Regions from separate parts of the Sus scrofa genome. Here region 2 is linked to region 1. Evidence: chromatin contacts called from public Hi-C data. All regions are on one chromosome and are shown on one strand. The core of a region is the stretch at or near the end of the contact, and the rest is flanking DNA. Distances in the headings are between cores, read along the strand shown.

The links. A called contact is a pair of places that touch in the nucleus more often than the background predicts.
Region 2: a contact with region 1 is called in a Hi-C map of brain, with 10 times the contacts expected there. The contact joins the promoter of SIM1 here to the promoter of PRDM13 in region 1. A contact is called at or near these places in 6 of 47 Hi-C or Micro-C datasets (brain, embryonic fibroblasts, epiblast stem cells and 3 more).

Annotation. Positions count from the first base shown.
Region 1 is chr1:66,536,172-66,543,317 of Sscrofa11.1, reverse strand. PRDM13 (PR domain zinc finger protein 13) reads right to left here and starts at 4,257. Exons shown (of 4, transcript XM_021074969.1): 1 at 4,114-4,257; 2 at 2,476-2,607; 3 at 2,078-2,198. The coding sequence starts at 4,257.
Region 2 is chr1:67,290,474-67,297,517 of Sscrofa11.1, reverse strand. SIM1 (single-minded family bHLH transcription factor 1) reads left to right here and starts at 4,382. Exons shown (of 11, transcript NM_001172585.2): 1 at 4,382-4,733. The coding sequence starts at 4,559.

The DNA of each region.
Region 1 (7,146 bases), core at 3,008-5,507:
AAGCAAGTAGTCCTCTCAGATAACTAAGGTGGAATTTCAAGTGAGGGGCAATTTAGTCCAGCTGAAGCCACGGGATTACCAAAAGAAAAAAAAGAGGGAAAGGATTTGTCTATGTGCCCTATCCTAACTGTTTATGGAATACTGAGATTAAAATCATCTCAATATTTCTGTTACCTTGTATTGAACAACCATGTAAAAGAAATCTTGAGAAAAAGAAAGAAGGGCCTTTCTGAGTTCTCTTGGTGTGTATATTGATTTAATATCTTAAATAACCTTCTTTCTCCTAAGTTCAGAACCTTCCTCTCATCACCCCCTTTTAAAGAGAACATTTTCGGAAGCTGCCCCAGAATGACTCAGCTCAGTGCAAAGCCAAGTAAGCTTTGATCCAAAAACAAAGGGTCAGTATTTTCCCTAATCTTACTATGGAATTGAAACTCACTAGGGATAGTCAATGTTGGAAGAATAGCAGCCATCCCTACTTATTTCTTCCTCTTTTCAAAGTTTAAGCAAATACGTGTTTTCCGTTTAACTATATTTGTTTTTTAGTTTATCCTAACCAACTGACATGGTATCTGGACTCCAAAATTCAGCTTATGCCAAAAGTATCATACATACCTTATAAGTGATTTTTGCCTCTTCTCCTGCATATAAGTCTAAAGTGATCAAGATTTCAAGCATCTCAAAGCTTGGGAAGTCAGGGTTCAAAATAACCCACACATTCCCCGAAAGGAAAATGGTGTCTCTTTTGATATTTGTGACCATGTGATGTTTATAAGCTCCATTGACTGAACTGAAAACATAAGGGCAACCACTCAAACAAGTTGCTTTGATACTATTTGAGAACATCTAAGGAAGGGTGTTCTGTGTAGAAATTCCTGGTTCCCAAAGGCCGGTCATCCTTGGAATTGTTCTGTGATAGCAAATTTGAGAGTTCTCCACTGTGGGGCTTTTGTTATGTTGCTCTTTACTGGAAGAAGTTGACAGAATGTAATGTGATGCAAGGAGCAAACTAGGATAATTACTTACGAACTCTGTACATTCAAATCTACCCACAAATTCAGAGAACTACTCAACAGAAGATAGTGATACTGTGAAGTGAACTGATTCATCATTTTGAATAAACTTCATCCTCTCTTATTCATTAAGTGTTTTAAAATTCCCATACTTCATTTCTTCAACACAATTTCTAGAGAAATGAGACTGAGCAGGCAGTTCAGGAGAACATGTTAAAATATTTCACAGCATTCATGAGGTTGACTTTATAACTGTGTCTTTAGGAGAAATTACAAACTAAAACAACTGACATAGAAAAGAGAAAGTCATGGAAGCAGTGCACATTAATGAGAGACTCAAGATGGTAACTATTTTAGCTCCTCCCAGCTTTTTTCCACAGGAAGTGTTCCTCAGTGTTCTAGGGAAGGTTTGAAAATGTTTTTCTCTTTAGTTCCTGCACCTTAATTTGCATAAATCCGCTCTGGGCTTTGGAAGGGATCAAATAAATCTGAGAAGAAACTGGGATACATCCCAGTTTCAATTTAAGTAGGGAGGGGGAAATGAATAAATACCATTTAAATGGTAGGGCCTCAGTACCTGCCAACTGACCAGCTGTAAGCACCGTAATGAATCTAAAGTGCTGTAGAAGTACATTACTCTTCTCCAAACCAGTGAAGAGATGCCCCTCCAGTTTCTAAAAGCATTCCAGGTTTGAGTTACACTTTTTGGAGCTTATGATGTGGTTTCTCTAGTAACATGTTTTGGGCATCTTTATTGATTCTTAAGTGAGTAAGAAACTATTTCTTTGGGCATGCAATTGGAAAGGATGACCCCCATGAAATTCATGAAGTGTATTTTTTTCCCTACCACCCTCAAGCCAGATTATGATTGTCTGTTGTTATCATTTACTGTTTATTTCAAGTAGTGGTGACGTAGTCTCTGCCTAATCCGACAGGGAGCGTGAATTCAGTTTTACACAACGCAAGAAAAAGGCCCTCCAAGTCTGGGGACTCGCCCAAAGACCAGAGGAAGGCTGGACCTTCGCCCAGCCGCCCTGTCCAGGAGGCCTTCTCAGAGGCGGTACCTTTCTCGTCGTGCGTCGGAGTTGCAATCGTGGGGATGTCAAACCACTGCGCCAAGGAGTTGGAATACCACACAGTCAACTCCTCCCCCGGCTGGACGTCTCGAAGTGCTCGGTAGAAGATCTGAGACCAAGGAACAGGACAGCTTGCTGTCATTTCCTGGGTAATCAGTCAAAAAACAACTGAGAGGAAAGATTCGATTCCTGCTCTGAAACTGTGTGACGCTGGAAAAGCTATCGGGCCTCTCTGGATCTCCAAAGGAGAAAAATAATAGTAGCTACCTTATAGGGTTTGGGGACTTTTAAATGAGACCTCTAGCTAAAGTGCTTTGCTTTTGATATTGGTGGCCGCCTCAATGCCAGTTTGGTAGGTAGAATTGGGGGGGGGGAGCCCACAGTACCTGTCCTCCGGGTAAATCTGCAATAGCTTCGAGAGTCTGTTCCTGGGGGTTCCTGGCTGCCCGGATTAACCCTATCCACTCCAGGGGGGAGCCCCCGGACTCGTCCACCAGCTCCCCTCTCACCATGCGCACCTGCAACACAAGCAGTGGTCGTTCTCCCCCACGCCACGACCAGGCCCACAACCGAGAGGGAAAGCGTAGCTTCCACCCCACCCGACTCACAAAAATGGTCGTGTTCGCTTTGGCCAGATCGCTGTGGGCTGCTGGGGGGGGGGGGTAAGTCCTTATGACCCTTGCTTGGGGGAGGGAGGAAGAGGAGAGGCTGGCACGTATAACAGTCCCCCCGTCTTGTCTAACTGCGACAAGAAGGGCAGTGAAAGCATCCTCCCCAGCGCCAGCGCGCAACTCGTACCAAGACGTTCCCTGCCCCCCACCTCAGCTTTCCCTCTCGGGACTCTGAAAGCAGCCCCGATACCAGGACAGAGACATTACGAAGTCAGTCCGAGAACGCAGGGTGTCCCGCACCCGCTCTTTCCTACCCATTCTTGCGACACCAAGACGATGTGCGGAGGTGCCCGTGAGCCCCGCGGCGAAAGTGTCTGAACAAAGCGGCCTCTGGCCGACCGGCCATTTAAAAGCAATTAGAGCGCGTTTACAGAAGGAGGCGTGGTGCGCGGCGAGCTGGGCTTTAGTCCGCAAGGGAAGGGGACGATTCCGTGATGAGCCAGATGCAGGTCCCGCCGGCGGGGCCTCCAGAGCATTCCGTACTAGAACGCTCCAAGCTAAAGGTCCTCTTCCCATTCCCCCCCTCTCCCAGCCACCGGACTTCATTCCCGGTGCGGGTTGACCGACCTTCGCCCGCTGGGATGCCTCAGGGAAGGCGGGGGCCTGTCAGAACCTTTCTCTGGTCAAGGGTCGAGATGCTGTTTGGGGAGTTGGAGCTGACGGGTTGGCCCCGACGCCTCCCAGCTGCGATCCTGGCCCCTCCGAGCCCGGCCGCAGGCGCCCCTCCCCGGCACCCCACGCGGGTGGGCTCTCCTCGCCCCGAAGCCCGCGTCAGAGCCACCACCTGGCGCGACCTCTCTCCACTCATCCCAAATCTGCAAGCAGACACCGCGGAAAGAAACACCTGGGGAGGTTCTAGGAACTAAGAGTTTCCTAAGGATAATTTTTTCAGAGGCGATGATATTAAATTATTTGAAGGTAAATTTAAGCCTCAAGTTAGTTTATTGGGGGGCAGAGGTAAAAAAAAAAAATCCTCAACGCCTTTGCGTTGTATAACAGAGAAAAAGTATATTTGCCAAGAGAGATGGGAAGGGGTATGGAGGTCCACCTCTGGGAAGGAGACACCAGCGCTGTGAGGAAAACGCCGGGTTCGGAGTGATCCTGGCACATAAAGAGACCCATGCACCCTACCCAGAGGCTGTCCCCCTCAGCCACATCCTCTCCCCTAGCCCGGCCCATGCCCAGCTCTCTGTTAATGCGATTTGTGAGGAATGATCGGAATCCCCTTGCACCTGGCACAACTGTCAGGTAACGGTAATCACCCTTCCCCTCCCCTAGCCCTATTTACCCTTTTCCTGGGCCGGGGCAAAGGGGAGGCGAAAGGCAGAGGGCTGAGGTCGGAATAGCTAATACCTTTTTCTTGGGCCCAGGTTCCCTGCGGTCTGACAGGTACTTGCCCAGCTTGAAGGTCCCGGGCACCGGCCCGAGGCGCAGGCCGGCCGGGATGCAGCAATCGGCACTCACGCTGGTGGCCTGAGCGCGGGCGGCTCCGTGCATTGCTGCCGCCGCCGCCAGGCAGGCGTTCGGGCGTACCGGAGCCTCCGCGGGGCGCGAGTGACGGATCCCGAGCCGCCCGAGAACCCGCTAGCCGCGCCCCGACGTGCGTCCTCCGCCCGCGGAGTGACGCGGCAGGGCATGCACTGCGCCTTTTCAATCTGGGCGGGCGCCTTTTGGCACGGTGAACGCAAGGGCGCGGAGTTTGGTGAGAGAGTTGCGCTGTGGAGCAGCTGCAGAGTCCCACCCGAGAGGGTCACATGGAGTGGTTCCCTCAGCCCCCTGCATAATCGAGGCCTCTGAATGGCTGGCGCACAATGGTCCAGGCGACCTTCCCATTCCTAAAAATCCAATTTGTCAAGGGCGAAGAAAAGGCGCTGGTGAATCAAAGGTCCGGCGGGACCATTAATCCTCAGCATGGGGTATTGTCCTCGAGACAGTTACGATATTTTAAGTGACAAATCCACTGTATAATTTCTCCATAAATTTTACTTCCTTTTATTGTTCACCGACAAACCAGTTTTGGGAAATAAGTGACTACTTTAAGTCTACTTGGCTGATTCCTTTGAGCCTTGGTCTACTTCAAAGATTTTTAATTCTCTCCCCTTGGCTTTATTGTAAAGGACATTAAACAAAGAGATGGGGACTGTTTGGAGGACTTGTTAACTTCTATTGATTTCTGGCGTGTGCCATACAGAAATTAGGCAGGTACTTGATGGGAAAACACCAGAAAATACCTACACTTTTTAAATAACGACCATATTACCATTTCAGGGGATTGGGTTCAGGCCAGTCGTCTATTTAGAACCGCTTTATCGTTCCTTCTGTCCAATTTCTCCACGAAATATGAAGGGTGGGGACCAGTTTGGGGAGACGAGGTCAGCTGTGCATCTCTGCTCCCGGGTGCACCCCCGGCCCGCACTTTATCTGGAGAATGGGAAGCGGCCGCAGGGCCGAGCCTTGCGGGGGGGATCGCGTGCCCTGACCGCACTGGAGGATTGAAGAGGGGGTCTGCCTTTGGGTTTTAAGCACATCTCCCCACAGGCCAACCAGCCGACTCAAGTCATAATTTGCCTTTAAGTTTAAAACGAGGAAGAATTCCTTGGGGCTAATTTCCCAATAACCAAAAAAAAAAAAAAGTTTTTTTTTTTAAAGCACTTTAACAAAAGTCACAGAAGAGAGGGCAGGGTGGGTGCTGATAACTCCTGATAACTCCTTCCTTTAGCCCAGCTCATAAGCTGGGAGACTGGGTACTTCGTAGTTAAACCAGAATGCTCCTCATTTTCTTCTAGGGGATACCTCTGATTTCATGTGAGGACATTTATTTTCATAAGATAGCCGAGTGATCGAGTTTATTAGATATTTGTGACAATTCTGCTTGCACCTGCCATGCGCTGCTCGACCCGAGCGCTGCTACCCAAATCTTACTGACCAGTATTTCAAGAGAGGCTTGAGTGGCTCCGGGTTCGGGTCTGGTGTTGGAGGCCCAACCAGCAGGACTCCCTGCTACAGACACGCCACAATCTCCACCCACCTCTGCCCCTGGGCCTTGCGGTTCTTTGGCCGCTGGCAGGGATGACACTGATTAATGACAGAAACAATACGCAAGGTGGCGACACCTGTAATTTAGATTGTCCCACAAGGCCCGCAGAGAAGCTCCTGTGGTACCCTTCGATGGAGACCTGCGTTGGAAATACTGGACAATGTCAGGAGACTCAACGTCGTTCAGTCAGCTCTGTCACTCAAGAGTCGGAGCATCTTTGGGTATTACTTCAGAGCCTCAATCTCCTAATCCGTGAAATGGGAATGGTGATGCAGATTCTTGGCATCCACCCCGCTGTTCACTAGGATTTGTGTGAAGGTCCTTAGCAATGATCTATAAGGTGCATGAATTTAGGACGCTCCGAAACTCGCGATTTGTGTAACAGGGCCAGGTCAGGCCAGGTCAAGGGTCTCAAGTCTACTCCTCTCAAGTCAGACAGTGTGGTGATACAGGGATGGACGATCTTAACTCCAAGGCCTGTGTAGACGTGCAGTTGGGGCGGAAAAGAGAGCCGCTAGACTGGGCTGGGCCGCCAAATGCTGCGGTCGCTCTATCCGTGCATCCACACCGTGTCCAGCGCCACTTTCTGAAGGAGATGCTACTGATGTTTTTTTTGTTTTTTGTTTTTTGTTTTTTTTTCCTTCTTAACCTTCCAACTGCCCCTCTTTGGGCCAGGAAGGCTGCCCTCGACGGAGAGGAGGGAGCCTTTGATCCAGCGGCCCATGAATGGCAAAAGCAGGGGGAGGGGAGGAGGAGAGGAAGCCGCTCCGAAGAGTGGAGGGCAATAAATTTAAGCCATGAACATGTCCCTCTAACCTCTGGCCTGGCGACTCCGACTCCGGGATGACACTCAGTTTAAATTACCAGCACTGCGAGCGGGAAGGGGCGAGCGTGAGGCCTGAGTTTGGGGCTCCTCCCCGGCCCTCCTTAATGAGTGAAAAAGCGTGAACGACACGCGAACAATTTTATCAATAGGACCATGTAAAGGCCGACTGTGAGGAAAGTTATTTATTAATATAGCCAATTGTGGCTGGTTCCCAGCCCCTCGAGAAGAAAGGGACTGCGCCAGAGGCATTCACACCAGCTCGCCCAGTTTTATTCTGTCCTGTGGCTCAGAGTTGAAGTTCCCCAAGTGAAATAAATTGTCCACAAAGGAGGAAAGGAACACATTTTCTTTTATTTTTCCTCCCCTAAAAAGCAAGGGTGAAACCAATCTAATGTGCCCAGTGGAGCAAGATGGGCCGTGAAAGCCTGGGTGTTAAAAGTAAAAGCGGGCTGTGCAGCAAATGGGATGGAAAATTAAATGAAATTAAATAGCTTGAACGGCCGTATTGTCCCTTATTAAAAAG
Region 2 (7,044 bases), core at 3,133-5,632, 750 kb before region 1:
GTCTGGTCTCCAGCTGACGTAGGAGGAGGCGGGCTGCACTTAGAAGGCCCACTCCTTTTGGACTCCGCACTCACAGGCATGTAGGTTCTCGGCTCTGGGCTTGGCTGCGGCGGGCACACTTTGCCGGCAGAATGTGAGCCCTGGACCCCTGAAAGTCTTGGAGTCCAGGCCTCTTGAGGGCGGGATCCATGCGGGCAATACCTGGGGTTATGCCAGCGGGAGAAGAGGCCAGGGTACGATGCTCGGTCATTCTAGTCTGTGTGCCCTCCTAGGTGGGGAGGGGCTTGGTGTTGCCAGGGAAAGTCTTAGTGGCGAGGGAGGAGGAAGGTATCTGTTTATAATTCCGCTCCTGTTGCCCCACCCCCCGCGTTGGGATCATGTTCCTGGGCCGCATAGACAGTGCCTGAGCGTCTGAGGGCTGTAGTGTGAAGCACCCACGCAAGGAGGCGGCGGCCTAGCTACTCTTAGGGTTCCAGTTTGGTGTTGGTGGTTCGCGTGTGCCTGTCTTTTTCCTTGCTGGGACTTTGCCCCTTAATTAGCAAAGAGAGGTGGATAGATTTAGAGTCTCAGCGTCAAGAAACTGATGTAAATTTTCTCCTGCTAGAGGCGAACAGCGATCCTCGGAGCACGTGGGAGGCACCCGAGGTTCCGGTTCCCGCCCCGCAGGCGCGGTGCTCGCCGGGCGGCGGGCGGGGCGGCGGGGAGGGTGCGGGGCCCGGCCCGCGCCGGGCGGTGGCAGTGACGGAGCCGCGTTTCCGCACCAGCCTGGGTTCAAAGATTAGAAAAACAGGTGTTACATCGCCATGCTAATTCACTCTTTCGGTAAACGCGGCTCAGACAGTTGTGTGCGGAGGACTTAGCGAGGGGACAGTCACCACATGGCCGGGCATTCATTTTGTTTATTAAAGGACACCCACTCGGTTCATCGACTGCTGAGCTTCACTGCGAAGCAGGAGCAGCCTTCCTGGCCCCCACCTCCGACGTCGTCTTTGGTGCGACGACATCCATACTCATTTTGCCCATCTATCTTGCTTCTGATTGCAAAACACTGGTTTTCCGCTCAAAACGCACTCTGTATGGGGAGCCTGGCACTGCCTGACCACTCAGAGTCCCTGCCCCCAGGCAAGGGTTTCAGGCAGAAGAAAAGCACTGACACACCTGCACTTTTGTTTGAAGTAGAGATAGGGTTTACAATAACCATCGACTTAAATTAAAATCCTTTCTAGAACACAGCTGGAAGAGAAAACTGCTTTGTACCCCTGAAGTGCCATTGCTTCGTCAGGCCCCTCCATTTTACCCTTAAGATCTGTCCAGATTGGGGGTCAGGGGGTTGGGGAGAAAGAAGGGTCTCCGGGAAGGTTCTCCTACCCTTTCCACCCTCCCCTCCTTTTCTTGTTATTAGTAAACTTGATCTTATCTGGTCTTTCTGGAATCCGGTGTATGAGGGAGCCACAGTACACTCCATATCCCTCCGCATCTCTTGTTGAGTGCATTGCTTGGTTGAACTGCCCAGAGCCAGGTTTCTAAGTGGCAACAGCTTCTGGGGAAATGACTCCTCTTTCTAGGTTAGAGCCCATTCTCTGGCTTCCAGTTTGGGAACACCTACAAAATCTCTGTTTAGTTCTTCTTCTTCTTCTTCTTTTTTTTTTTTTTAATCTTTCTATCCAGAACGTTCACCACCTTCTCCTGCCAGGTGTTTCCCAGATGTGTAAATACCCCCCAAAATGTCCTTCTGGGAGCTTACGGCCCTTGGGCAGCAAGGAGGTGGCAGATGTATGTCTTTTTGAACAAATGCTCTTAAAGTTGTTCGGAATATCGTCAGGATGGCACACCATCCTCTTCAGAGTATATGTTTTCTTAGAGGCAATTAGCGGCACAAATGATAGGAGTGCAACATGACTGGTATTTTCACTCTTTTATCGCTGATGAAACAGCTACCTCCAAGTCCACCTCCAGGAGCAGAATCGTGGTTATCAGCAGCACCAAAACCAAGCAGGGAATCGCATCTGTATGGAATGATTCGTAAGCAGCTATAATTGTCTTCCAGGTCGAGTGAACTTTTTCCGTTGCTATCTGTTGTCTATCCTCAGATGACAGAGAAGGCGATTCAAATTAGAGGTTCTCTTAAATATAACTTGTCAGCAATCATACTTACTAGCGTATTTAATTGGCTCCCATAAAGGAATGCTGTAAATCCATTTATGCAGGCTGTATCCTTTCTGTAAGGAATATTCACATTGGACTTTTGTTTCCTAAAACAAAACCCAACAAAAAGTCTTCGCTCACGTTTAAGATAACGCATTGTTACGAGATACCTACTTCTCTATCAACGACTCTATCTAACCCTATTTTGACCTGAATCGTAACCTCTTTTTCCCCTAGTGTCCCCTATCTGCTCCCATAGGAAAACTCCATGACTGAGCTTTCAACGATGAACAATTTAGCCCCCAAATTCGACCCACTTCGAAAAAGACGCTCCTCTTTGGGATTAATTTAAAAACAATTCTCTGGCGATGAATTCGGTGTCGCTGTGGCTTCAGAGAAAGGCGAAAGAGGAAATATAACCTAACACCGGCCAGCGCACGCTGTGGGCTCCGCGACTTGCCCTCGGGAAGGACGCGGCCGCCTGGTGGGCCTTTGGTCGAACGCAGCGCGCAGCCTGGCCTATTCCTGCCTCTCCTGCCGGGCGCCCCAGGCACCGGGCCCAACCTCTGCGGCCCCACGGCCTCTCCGCCGCTTTGGGAGACCGGCACTCAGGGCTGAGGGCGCAGCCGCTCGGTTCACGGGAGCGTGGGGAGCGCGGGTCCTGCACATCACCCTCGGGCCCGGGAGTTTGGGAACGGCAGCGGCTGCGGGGCAGCGCAGACACCGGTGCCCTGGTCTCATTAGGAGCGCCGCGGCCACGCGGGTAAGCAAGCAGATAGCTAGGAGCTCCGGAGGGCGGGATGGGGGGGAGGAGCGGGGCTTGCTCGCGTCACTCAGCCTGGTCAGCCAATGAGCGTGATGCCCCGGGACGCGCCAGGCCAATGGAAAGCAAGGAGGTTTGTGAGTGGCATCAAGGGAGGGCGGGAGAGAAGAAGCCCGGGAGTGAAGTTGAAGCTAAACCCCATAAGCCATAAAGAAGTTACAGGGGGGCGCTTTTGGCTTCCAATTAGGGATAATATTGGCTTCGTAGCAACTACCAAGGAGGAGGACTCTAGAACCACCTCAGCCGTCCCAAAGCCAACACCCTCCTCCTTCTCCCACGCACCCCTCCCCCAATTCATGACCAAGAAAAGAAAAGACAGTCAAGGCGCGCTCTGCTCCTCTCTGCGGGTGGGAAGCAGAGAGGCCCGCGGAGTGGCTTAGTTGGACGGTAGGCATGAGTACAGTTAAAAGGTGGGCGCCTCCGCACGCCTTGCCGCCAGCGGGGACTGAAGGTAGGTGAAGCGGAAGACGCCCTGCGCCCGCCCGGCGGCGCCCGCCCGGCGGCGCCCGCAGCTCTACGGCGGAGGGGTGAGGCCGGGCGCCTCCCACCCCGCGGTGCCTGTGAGGGGCTGTTGTGAATGTGCCACCTGTTAACCTGGCGCTGCCGTGCCCCGCGTGTTGCCGCCCCTGCTGGGCAAGGAGAGCGCGGGGTCGCCTCCTCGGCAGTCCCGAGGGACTTGATGTGTAAGTGCCACTTTTGAGGAATGTCCGAGACTTGAGACCCAAGTTAAAGAGCCAAGTTCCCGACCTGCCAAAGTGGGGGGACAGAAAGGCGCCCGAGCGCTCTGGAGGAATTCTGATTTGCGGAAACCTGCTTTCCTGGGATGTGCGCCTGGCCTGGGCGCGGGCACGGGGACCCGCGGCCGAGGGGGCTCCCGAGGGTCTTCCAAAATCTGCGTTTGGTTGTTTGGGCAACTTCCCAGGGGGCCGGAGAATGTGTCTGGCAGGGGTGAGAGAATGCGAGCAGTATTTACAGGGGGTTCAGTCTCGCTGCTGATTTCTCCATATCTTAGCAAAACCAACCAACCAACCAAAACACCAAGCCTGGCGAGGAAAGCCGAGGCGCGCTGAGGCCCTTCCCGGCCATTTTTTCGGAATTCGGGAAAGCGCGTGAGTGATTGTGGAGCTGCAGATCTCTTACGCTCTGATGTTGTCTTCACAGTGGCCTGAAAGAGCTGTCCGGCATTCCTGTTCTTCCCAAAGGGCCGCTTCAAAGGCCGTGGGACTGAGAGCAAACGTCGGGGATTATTATGTCGATTTCCCGAGGACCCGGGTTCGCCGCGAGGAACCGAAGAACAGGCTGGCTGTTCCGGCGTCCCGCCAACATTTGATACCCAGCGAAGCCTAGGATTGCCCGAATTGCCGTGGATCTGCAACTTTCCTCTACTCGCATCCCAGATTTTTAAAGAAAGTATTTTCTGGTCGCCGAGTTGGTCTTTTACCACCATCAGAACACTGAAGCAAAGACTTCAGTCTCACCAGAGTATGCTTTATGTTTTTGCCAAGTGTGATCTCTAATTGAAAATTTATTTTTGGTTTTGGATGAATCTGTGGAATTTATGTTGTAAGAAGAAAGGGGGAACGAGACACGATGAAAGAGAAGTCCAAAAATGCTGCCCGGACTAGGAGGGAGAAGGAAAACAGTGAATTTTATGAACTGGCTAAATTACTGCCTTTGCCCTCGGCTATCACCTCGCAGCTGGACAAAGCATCCATAATCAGACTCACCACCAGCTATCTCAAAATGAGAGTAGTGTTCCCAGAAGGTAAGTGACTTTGCCCAGATGGAATTTCAAAGGCAGAAGGGGTACAGGATTTGCCAGTGAATGAACCTACACCACTGGGCAGAGAATTACATTCACATTTAACATGCACACTCTCTGCAAAGAGAAGTTTAGCATGGCTGCCTAACTAAGGAGCTCTCTGGATTTAGAATTTCTGTTGCCTTTTCCTGGCTCTTTCTACTTCCCCATTAACACTTTCTCTTCAGTCCATCAGATGTGTTTGATTGGGAAGCAGCCCAACAGTGCTATTGTCAACACTTAGATATAAAGCTCAAATGAAAGTATACTAACTAATCCAAACATGACTTTCTTTTTTTATTACTTTTGTTAGAATTGTATTTAGCTTAAAGCAGGAACACCTCCAGATTCTTGTATTTTTCTTTTGTCTAGATAAACCCATGTACATGAAGCTAGCTAAGCCAGATATTTTCTTTATATGTCAGTAATTCTGCAGATGAGGAACAGGCATATCCATGAACAAATATGTCCTAAATTTACCTAGTCCTTTTACTACTTTTTAGTAAATTTATTCTGAGTTTTTGAGGTGTTTACAGATTCTGAAACTAAATCTGGGGCTTGGTGATTTGCAACTCTGGGCTTAATCCTAAGATTGAATTAAAATGACTAGACCACTTAGAAACTATCTTCTATGTAGTAGGTTGGCAAACAGATCTCTAGGGATATTGTCTTCTTATAAGGCCTAGAAATTAGAATAGCTGAGATGTTGACATGATTTAAAATGTATGTTTAGATTGTCAAGATTCACATGTGAGAACAGAGTAGCCTTCATAGAAAGCTGTCCTGTATAAAACAATTTATATTCACTAGGAGGATTCTTCTCTCTTCTATCTCCTTATTCTTTCCTTTACCCACATTTAAATAATATACACAGATTAAAAATATATTTTAGATATGTCTTTGTTGGGGAAGGGAATTTGGAGATGTAAAGGAGAGAATACTAAACAAACAAAAATCCAAGAGAAAGAACCCTGTTTGTGTACAAACAAGAACCTCTTATTTGACCCGGAGAGGTTTGTGTTATTGTTGATTTTGGAAGTTGGGAGTTTGTTGTTTCCTTTTGAGGAAATAGGGGGAAGGAAATAATCATTATGGGGCTTTGAGTTTCACTTTTTCTTCATCTTGACTGAAAGTTATTGTCTAAATCAAAATCTTGCAAAACATGCCTCCAAATTAGCCAGGGCCACTAAAAGAAAACTTTGAAATTATAATTCAAAACTACAAATAGTGTTGTAGTCATTTTGTCTAAAAGCAGGTCCCTGAACAATCTCATCTGACCCTGGAAACCACGGAGGAGAGGAATCAAAACCTAATGTACCTGAAAAGTTTAAAAAAAAAAAAAAAGAAAAGAAAAGAAAGAAAGGAAAAGGGGGGGGAAAGGAGGAACTTATATATTAAAAACCTCATTTCCTATTTAAACTGTGCTAGGAATTGCTGGTGGGGAAATTACTCTTAATGCTACATTGCCTTCTGTTTAAAAAAGAGATCTCGTTGTCTTTATACTGTCAGCGCCTACTTTATATAAATAAAGCTATTGTGAACTTCGCTGGCCGCTCTGTTCCTAACAGGATTATTAGCAGTGATTTGTCAGCCCCTGCGGTCTCAGTGGGTTCCCTTTCTGCGTGATTTCTAACGGGTCTCGTCAATTATCGGTGCCGATGTCGCTCGCTGTTTGATCAGGAGAAGCATATGTGCTGCTTGTGAGGCAGCGAGTAATCGCGGAGGAAAAGAAAAGCGGGTCGGAGTTCCCGGGCAGGAGCAGAGGGGGACCCAGAACACGGGGAGTCGCTGGGCCAGGGGCTCCTCTGTGTAGTGCAGACCCCGGGTAGGCGCAGCTGGAGGGAATCAAGTTGGGTTTGGTTGTTTGGGTTTTGTTTTTAAGAGAGTAAGCTTTCTTGCTTAATTAAGGGCTAACTCCACAAATTATACATCGCATGACAAATAAATAGGACGAGCAAAAAGTAAACTCTCTTAGCCAACTTCTCGTTATTTTAAAAAAAGAGCGCTGGTAAGATTCCTGCCAGAGTCCCCTTGGTGGCCAGGCCTGTCCCCTGTGGCTACTTTAAAGGTGACTGTGCTTTCTTCAGCCACATTCACCTTCCTTTCCGGCTCTGGGCCCCGGGCCCCTCCTTCCTCTCCCTTCCTTTGTGGACAGAGTGTGAGTTTATGGGGAGGAGGGGGTGGACGATGTGTGAACTCTGGGCACATCATTTATTTCTCCAGCTACTGTTGAGCTCATAACTCACCCTCAGCCTCCTCCACTGGGTGAGTTAGA